2 separate regions of the Capsicum annuum genome follow, and region 2 is linked to region 1. The links are chromatin contacts, called in public Hi-C maps. All regions are on one chromosome and are shown on one strand. The core of a region is the stretch at or near the end of the contact, and the rest is flanking DNA. Distances in the headings are between cores, read along the strand shown.

Region 1 (3,476 bases), core at 571-3,070:
TAAGCTTAGTATATTTTATGTTTGGTTTTGTATGCTTACGCATTCGTGCTCAGTATGATAGTATTTTCATATCCTCGAGTTATGTCAGTCTCCATCACGTAGTTTCAAATTCAGTATTCATATAGTACCCATGTTTTACTATTTTCCAGCTTCACTTCTACTTATATTATAAAAGGAAAGTTTTAAGAAACTAAGTGTAGTGATTCACTAGCTTATAAGATTATGTTTATTACTTATGTTCTAAGATATTTCAGCTTTCAGTCTATTTCAGTCTTATGGTGAGTCTACTTACACCTAGTCATGCATGTTTTAATATTTCGTATGAAACCAGTTTTACTTATTGCATTCACCCCACTTACTTAGTACATTCCAGAAGTTCTGATCCACTTATACGTCTATGGGGCTACATTGTTTCATAATATAGGTACCAGCTGTAGCCCACACATCATGATCATATAGTTGCAGTTTCCAGCTAGTAGGTGATTAGTTTTCTATTTCGGGGACTCCAGTTAGATGTTGTTCATGTACCTTATTTTCATTATTCATATGTATTGATTAGTAGTAGCTGGAGGCATGTCCCAGCTATCTATAGTCAGTATAGTAGAGACTTCATATATGTCAGTCAGCGTCAGTTATATAATTTCTGTTCTCTCTTCAGTACTATCAGATTGTAACCTTTATTAGTATTGTATTTATCCAAATTGCGTCATAATTATATTTTTGCACAGCAAAACCAGCTATTTAATTTATTATAATTCAGTTGCTTAACAGTATGCCAGTTCATAAATTAGCTTGGGATCGCTTGTGGTTTCAAGCACCGTGTTACGACTAGGGGTAGCCTCGGGTCGAGACAACCATAAAGTTATTGATACACCAACTTCTGTTTTAGACACCATAACATTTTTGATACACCAATTTCTATATAGTTCAGATACCATAAGATTGTTGGATACACCAATTTCTATATGGAGACACCATAAAATTATTATACACAATCTCTATATAGTTCAGACACAATAAAATTATTGATACGCTATTTTCTATAGACATTATAAAACTGCTGATACACTAATTTCTATACAATTCAGACATATAAACCTGTTGGTACACCAATTTCTATACATCATAAAATTATTGATACACCAATTTCTATATAATTCATACATCATAAAATTATTGATACACAAATTCCTATATAATTCATATACCATTAAATTAGTAATGCACCAATTTTTATATAATTTATACATCATAAAATTGTTGATACACTAATTTCTCAAAAATTGTTCAAATGAGCTACGACTTCAAATCTTGGCTGAATTTTTTAAATTTCTTGATCGATAAATTCTTGAATTTTTGCAAAAATTCCTACTTTGCGTGATATTTTTGAGCCAACTTTGAGTTTCCGGAACTGAGAATTGACAATATTAGAATTTCGATTTCATAAAATGGTGAACGAAAGAAGAAAGAGAAAATGATTTTCAATTTTGAAATTGAGAAGAATTAGGTACTGAAATGTGTGTAAACATAGCAATATTTCATTCCAGCACATTCCGCAATGAAAGCCTAAAGATTGGGGAAAAAAAAGCATTTTAGTTGTAGTTTTGGTTTTTACTTGAAAACAAATTTGTAAATAAAAAATAGATTTTATAAATAAAAAATAAATTTTATAAATAAAAAATAGTATATTTATGTTTTGTAATATTTGTAAGGCCATTATCATGAAAATAATTTAATCAGTGTCGTTTCTGTTTTTTTGTTTTTTTTTTAATTTCAATTTGGGTATCTTATGAGTTTAACTTGGGCTGCGCTCTAGTATCATTTCGGCCCATGTGATGGGGAAAAGTTGATTTGGCCCATTTATTTCTCAAGTGATGGAAATTGGAAGCACAAACAAATGATATCGATTAAGATTGATTATAACGATCTTCATGCTCTGATCGAAAGTGTTTAACGCCACGTATATTAAATTTTCAAGGTAATTTCTCTAATAATTGTAATCTGAATTTATTATATATATATATATATATATATATATATAACGGTATCAAATTGCTTTTCATGGAACTCAATTAATACCTAAGCAAGTAAAAGTGACAAGATACACCTAGTATTTTTTTTATCTCGGTTCTCAATTTGATTGACCACTAGGCACCCTTGGCTACTAGTATATGTTGTTATTGTTGAATTTTTTTTGAGTGCGAAAAGTTTTTGTCACAAAAAAAAAAGTTGTAATGCTGATGCACAGTGTTTATGTAATTACCTTAGCTTTAATATCCGATATTTATCGCCTGATATGTTGGATCATATAGTAGAAATCATTTTATGTGTGTCTGTGTGAATAAATCTGTTGCACAGATGAACATTTTTACGGTTATGGAATTGTAATTTTTTGGATACACTGTTGACATGGTGAATATTTTAGATGTTATTTTCGAAACACTAGTTTTTTTTTAATTGAACATGGTAGACATCTAGTTGCTTGCTTCAAATTCAACTAATTGAACTAGGCTTATAATCAAATTTAGAGTAAGGTGAGTTTATTGTTTCCATGATAAGTTCAGCCTATGAAGTTGTTCAAATTTTTTGTAAGGAATGATAATTGGCAGGTGTGGAGGTCACGGATTACAGCAAAATGTTAGTCGGTAGTTGAGTGTTGTTTTGCTTTACGACAGGTTTAGGCTTGGTGGTGTCTGTCGTAGTATTAGCCTTATTCTTGTAGTGTCTTGCTTTTGATTTCTATCATCATCTGTTGTTTATGTTGTTTCAGTTATTGCAAGAGTTTGTTGTTGTTAAATGTTTTCTTGTTGGATGCTGTGTTTCTTCACTGTCATTTCCCTTTTTCATACCTTCTTTGATTTTCTTTACTCGAGCCGAGAGTCCTATAGAAACAGCCTCTCTACCTCCACAAGGTAGGGGTAAGGTTTGGGTACATTCTATCCTACCCAGACCCCGCTTGTGGGATTTCATTGGGTATGTTGTTGTTGTTGTTGATATTTGGCGGATGTTGCCCCTGGTTTTTAGGTGGGATACTTTGCTTCTCTCTGCATCCATGCATATACATGAAACTGGTGTTTCCTCTTCTCTAAGTTGATATCCACTGAATTGGAATGTGTAAGTTGATATCCACTAAATTGGAATGTGTATGAAATTGGGGATTTCCTCTATGCTAGAGCGAAGATTATGCCATGAGGAAAATATGCCACCTTTTGGGAGGCCAAGAATTCAGTTTTTGATGCTAATTAGTTGTTAAGCAGGCTAGTGCATGGTTCTCTCTCTCTTTAATTTTTTAATTTAATTACCTAGGGTATTAGGGAAGGGGAATAGGAATGAGGGACGACGAGAATTCAACACAAACTTATATAGTATGGGACACTCCTGGTGCCACTAAACTACAAGCCTTGGTCACTTGCATTGTCAGATCATTGAATAAACATTATGTCATTGCTCTTTGTATCTGTATCAAATGCATGTTC
Region 2 (3,476 bases), core at 477-2,976, 360 kb after region 1:
GTTCCTTTATCCTATTACATTATTGTATATGAAAAACATCCTTGCTTATAACTACCCCTTCTCTCCAAAATACTTATATATGGGGTTCCCTTCCTCCCATTTTAACTCAAAAAAATAGTCTCAAAATAATTGTCACTTTAGGAATTCAAAACAAAAGTTAGCAATTGTTTCCATACCCTTTAACATTTAAGAAGTAGTTCTTTATGATACTGCTCAATCCTCAAAAATCATCTACTTAATAAATAGTGATAACTTAATAAACTATCATTACCAAAAAAAAAATTAAAAAAAATTAATAAACCATATCTAGTGGGCGAGGTAAAACAGTTGAACAACATTGTCTACGAAATACTACCTAGCATTTGAACTCTTCATTTTAAGACTACTTTTAGGGCTCGTTTGGTATGAAGAATAAGGGATAACTAATCTGGGATTAATTTTAGGATGAGTTTATCCCATGTTTGGTTAGGACAAAATTGTGGAATTAGTTATCCCGAAATCATAGTGTTACTTTTTGTCACATTGGGATGGGATACAGACCCGAGATAACTAATCACAGAATAACTAATTCCAATATAAATAATCTCGGAATAACTTGTTCCGAACCAAATGATACAACTTTCACAAATTCAATGTGCTTGTGCATACACTTTCTTTTTTAAATCAAAAGTTGGCATTGGGCCTCTTATTAATACACACACACATATATACAATCCACAGCAGGTGCGCGCACAGACACACACACACAAAAAAAAGAAGAAAAAAAAACTCAACAGGTTTTGAAAAGATCTTTCATGGAAATATGCTAATCAATTTTTAAAACCTTGATTTAATGTTTTCTCTACCAAAAGAAATTTTAAATCAGTAATAATAATAAATAAACCAAATTTTAACATCTAAAACTCTGCCCAGCCATATATACGCAGGCGAAAATCTGGCAAAGTATCAAAACAACTTCTCATAAACAAACAACCATCTACATTAATCTTTTTTACTCCTACTTAACTAAATATTTTTTTTCTTAATTCACAACAACTCGGATTTTGCTTATATGTACCAAAAAATACATGTTCCAACCCTCCTAAATTCCATTAATCGCAAAATTAAACATAAATTAATTCCTAGAAAACACTAAAAAAAAAAAAATCAAAATCAGGTCACATCAAGTCCGGAATAAAGCAAATAGCCCGGAATAAAAGCAAAACGAAACAGATTAATTTAAAAAATTAAAAAAAAAAAAAATTTAAAAAAAAAAAAAAAAAATAAACAAAAGGGGATTCTTACCACGATAACAGATGCCCTTCATTGATTAAAAAAAACTATCGAAGCAAAGAAGATTAGTGAAAAAAGTTTTTTCTTTTTTTTTTTGTTCAATTCTTTTGAGAAATTCAACTACTACTACTTATTTGTTTTTATACAATTGTTTTGGGAAATTCTACTAGTAATACAAAATTAATTACTACCGGATTTCAAAAATCTGATTATGCTATGTAGAGTTTGAATAGTTGAGTTTTGTAAGTTAGCTTAGGCGGAAAGAAAGGGAGTGAGCAAAAAGACAAACGGCACACTGGAAAATTTAAAAAAAATAAAAAACTACTAACCCTTTTTATATCTGTGTACTACTATGGGGTTTGCGGTAACCGTCATGATAACAACGGGTGTAAATGGCTTAGGGAAGGAAAAAACAATTAACCGCTTGCATAGAATGTATCGAATCGGTTTTTAGGTGTTTTTTCCATTAAATTTTGATAATTTTTTTATATAAATTTATAATTGTATTAAATAATTAGGTAGGAATTTTATTTTGATAGAAATTAATCGAAAAGAATATCGACCTATACTGAATAATAGATGTGTAAGTTATATTTTATATATACTATTTATTAATTTTTATAAAAATATAATAATATATAAGCATGTTGTTTAACTTGGTCTCGGTTGATATTCATATTCTTCAACTTAGGGTGTGAATAAGTAGACATTTAAAATTGTATACACATTTTATATGATATCTACTAGGCATCTACGTGACAATCTCAAGCGAATTGCCATATTGAATATGTATATGTACTTTTGAAATTTTATTAAGTGTTTATTTGTTCACACTCAAAATTGAAAGATATAAATATCAATTGAGATCAAATTTAAAAAGAAAACATGTATGTATTGTGGCTTATAAAGATAACAAAATACTAAAGTTTTGTTTTAGACCACGTTTATGTAAGTGATTACCATCATAATTAACATGCAATCCTAACACTGAAATTTATTATACTACTTTAACCAAAACAAATTAGTTTTGGCATGTCGACTCTTGAATAGTAATTATTAAGCTATAAGATGTTTCAAAGATCTTAGATAACATGATACAAATTATTAAATACCCTATATTTTTTTATGATTTAAATTTCTCATATTGAATAGAGTTAGAAATCTAAGTGATAGATGAAATGTGAAAATGACTCAAATAGAAGACAGAATTAAAGTTGAACAAAACTAGGTACAACAAACTAATTTTGTGCGCCATACTTGGCAGTAAATTAACCAACAGTACTTGACAGTAAAATTAACCAACACATAAATTTCTCATGATAGTTTAGATTTATAGGTTAATTGTGTTATTCATTTATTTTTCGTCGATCATAAGATTGATTCGTCGATCTTATTTATTGATTATTTAGATCAATAAAGAGCTACAATAATAATTATCATAAAAGAACATATAATATAATACAACACATGCATTAAACTATACAAAATAATTACAACAAAATCAACTACATATCTAAGTCATTTGTTCCACAATGCAGCCCCCCAGAACACCTTTCAACCTAAGCCTCATATGATCCCCGCCTTGACCCTTGCCATCATCTTCCACAACGAGAAAAAGGCTTGTTAGGAACCAATGGTCTCTGGAGATATATTTATAGGGATGAAATTATTTTTTAGTCCCAAATAAATCTGTGCACAAATCGATTTAAATTGAATTTTGCTATCGAATTTAAATTTCAAATTTTAATTTAGTAAAATTCTTATCCTAATTTGATTCATTCTAGATTCAATTCGATTCATCTTTTATTATTTCGATTTGATTAATCGAATCGATTTATTCAAATTTAAAATTTTAATAATCAACTATTTTCATTTCAGTTTTAGAGCAAACATAATAATTAAAGTACTCTAAATATGGAGTTTGAGCTACTGTGAGTCTGCATTAGTTTTTAAATTTATTATTGAAGTAGTAAAAGTCTCATATTGGTTGGAGAATAGACTGACAATTGGACAATCCTCCTCTCATGAACTAGCTTTCGGGATTGAATTAGACACGCCACTAATTTCTAATGCATATTTTTATTTTATAAAAGAAAAAGCAAAAGGACCTGGTCTCTAAATACTAAAATTTCAGCATATCACTCTAAAATATTTTAACAAATTAAAGGGCGCGAATCCATACTAGCCTAGAGAAATTTTATCTT

Evidence for each region. Hi-C and Micro-C count contacts between places; a contact is called where the count stands out from the background.
Region 2: a contact with region 1 is called in a Hi-C map of leaf, with 2.1 times the contacts expected there. The contact joins the promoter of LOC107872865 here to the promoter of LOC107872871 in region 1. A contact is called at or near these places in 2 of 5 Hi-C or Micro-C datasets (leaf and placenta).

What each region holds. Positions count from the first base shown.
Region 1 is chr6:186,751,756-186,755,231 of UCD10Xv1.1, forward strand. LOC107872871 (dolichol-phosphate mannose synthase subunit 2) reads left to right here and starts at 1,821. Exons shown (of 3, transcript XM_016719520.2): 1 at 1,821-1,978.
Region 2 is chr6:187,116,323-187,119,798 of UCD10Xv1.1, forward strand. LOC107872865 (inactive poly [ADP-ribose] polymerase RCD1) reads right to left here and starts at 1,727. Exons shown (of 8, transcript XM_047415000.1): 1 at 1,602-1,727.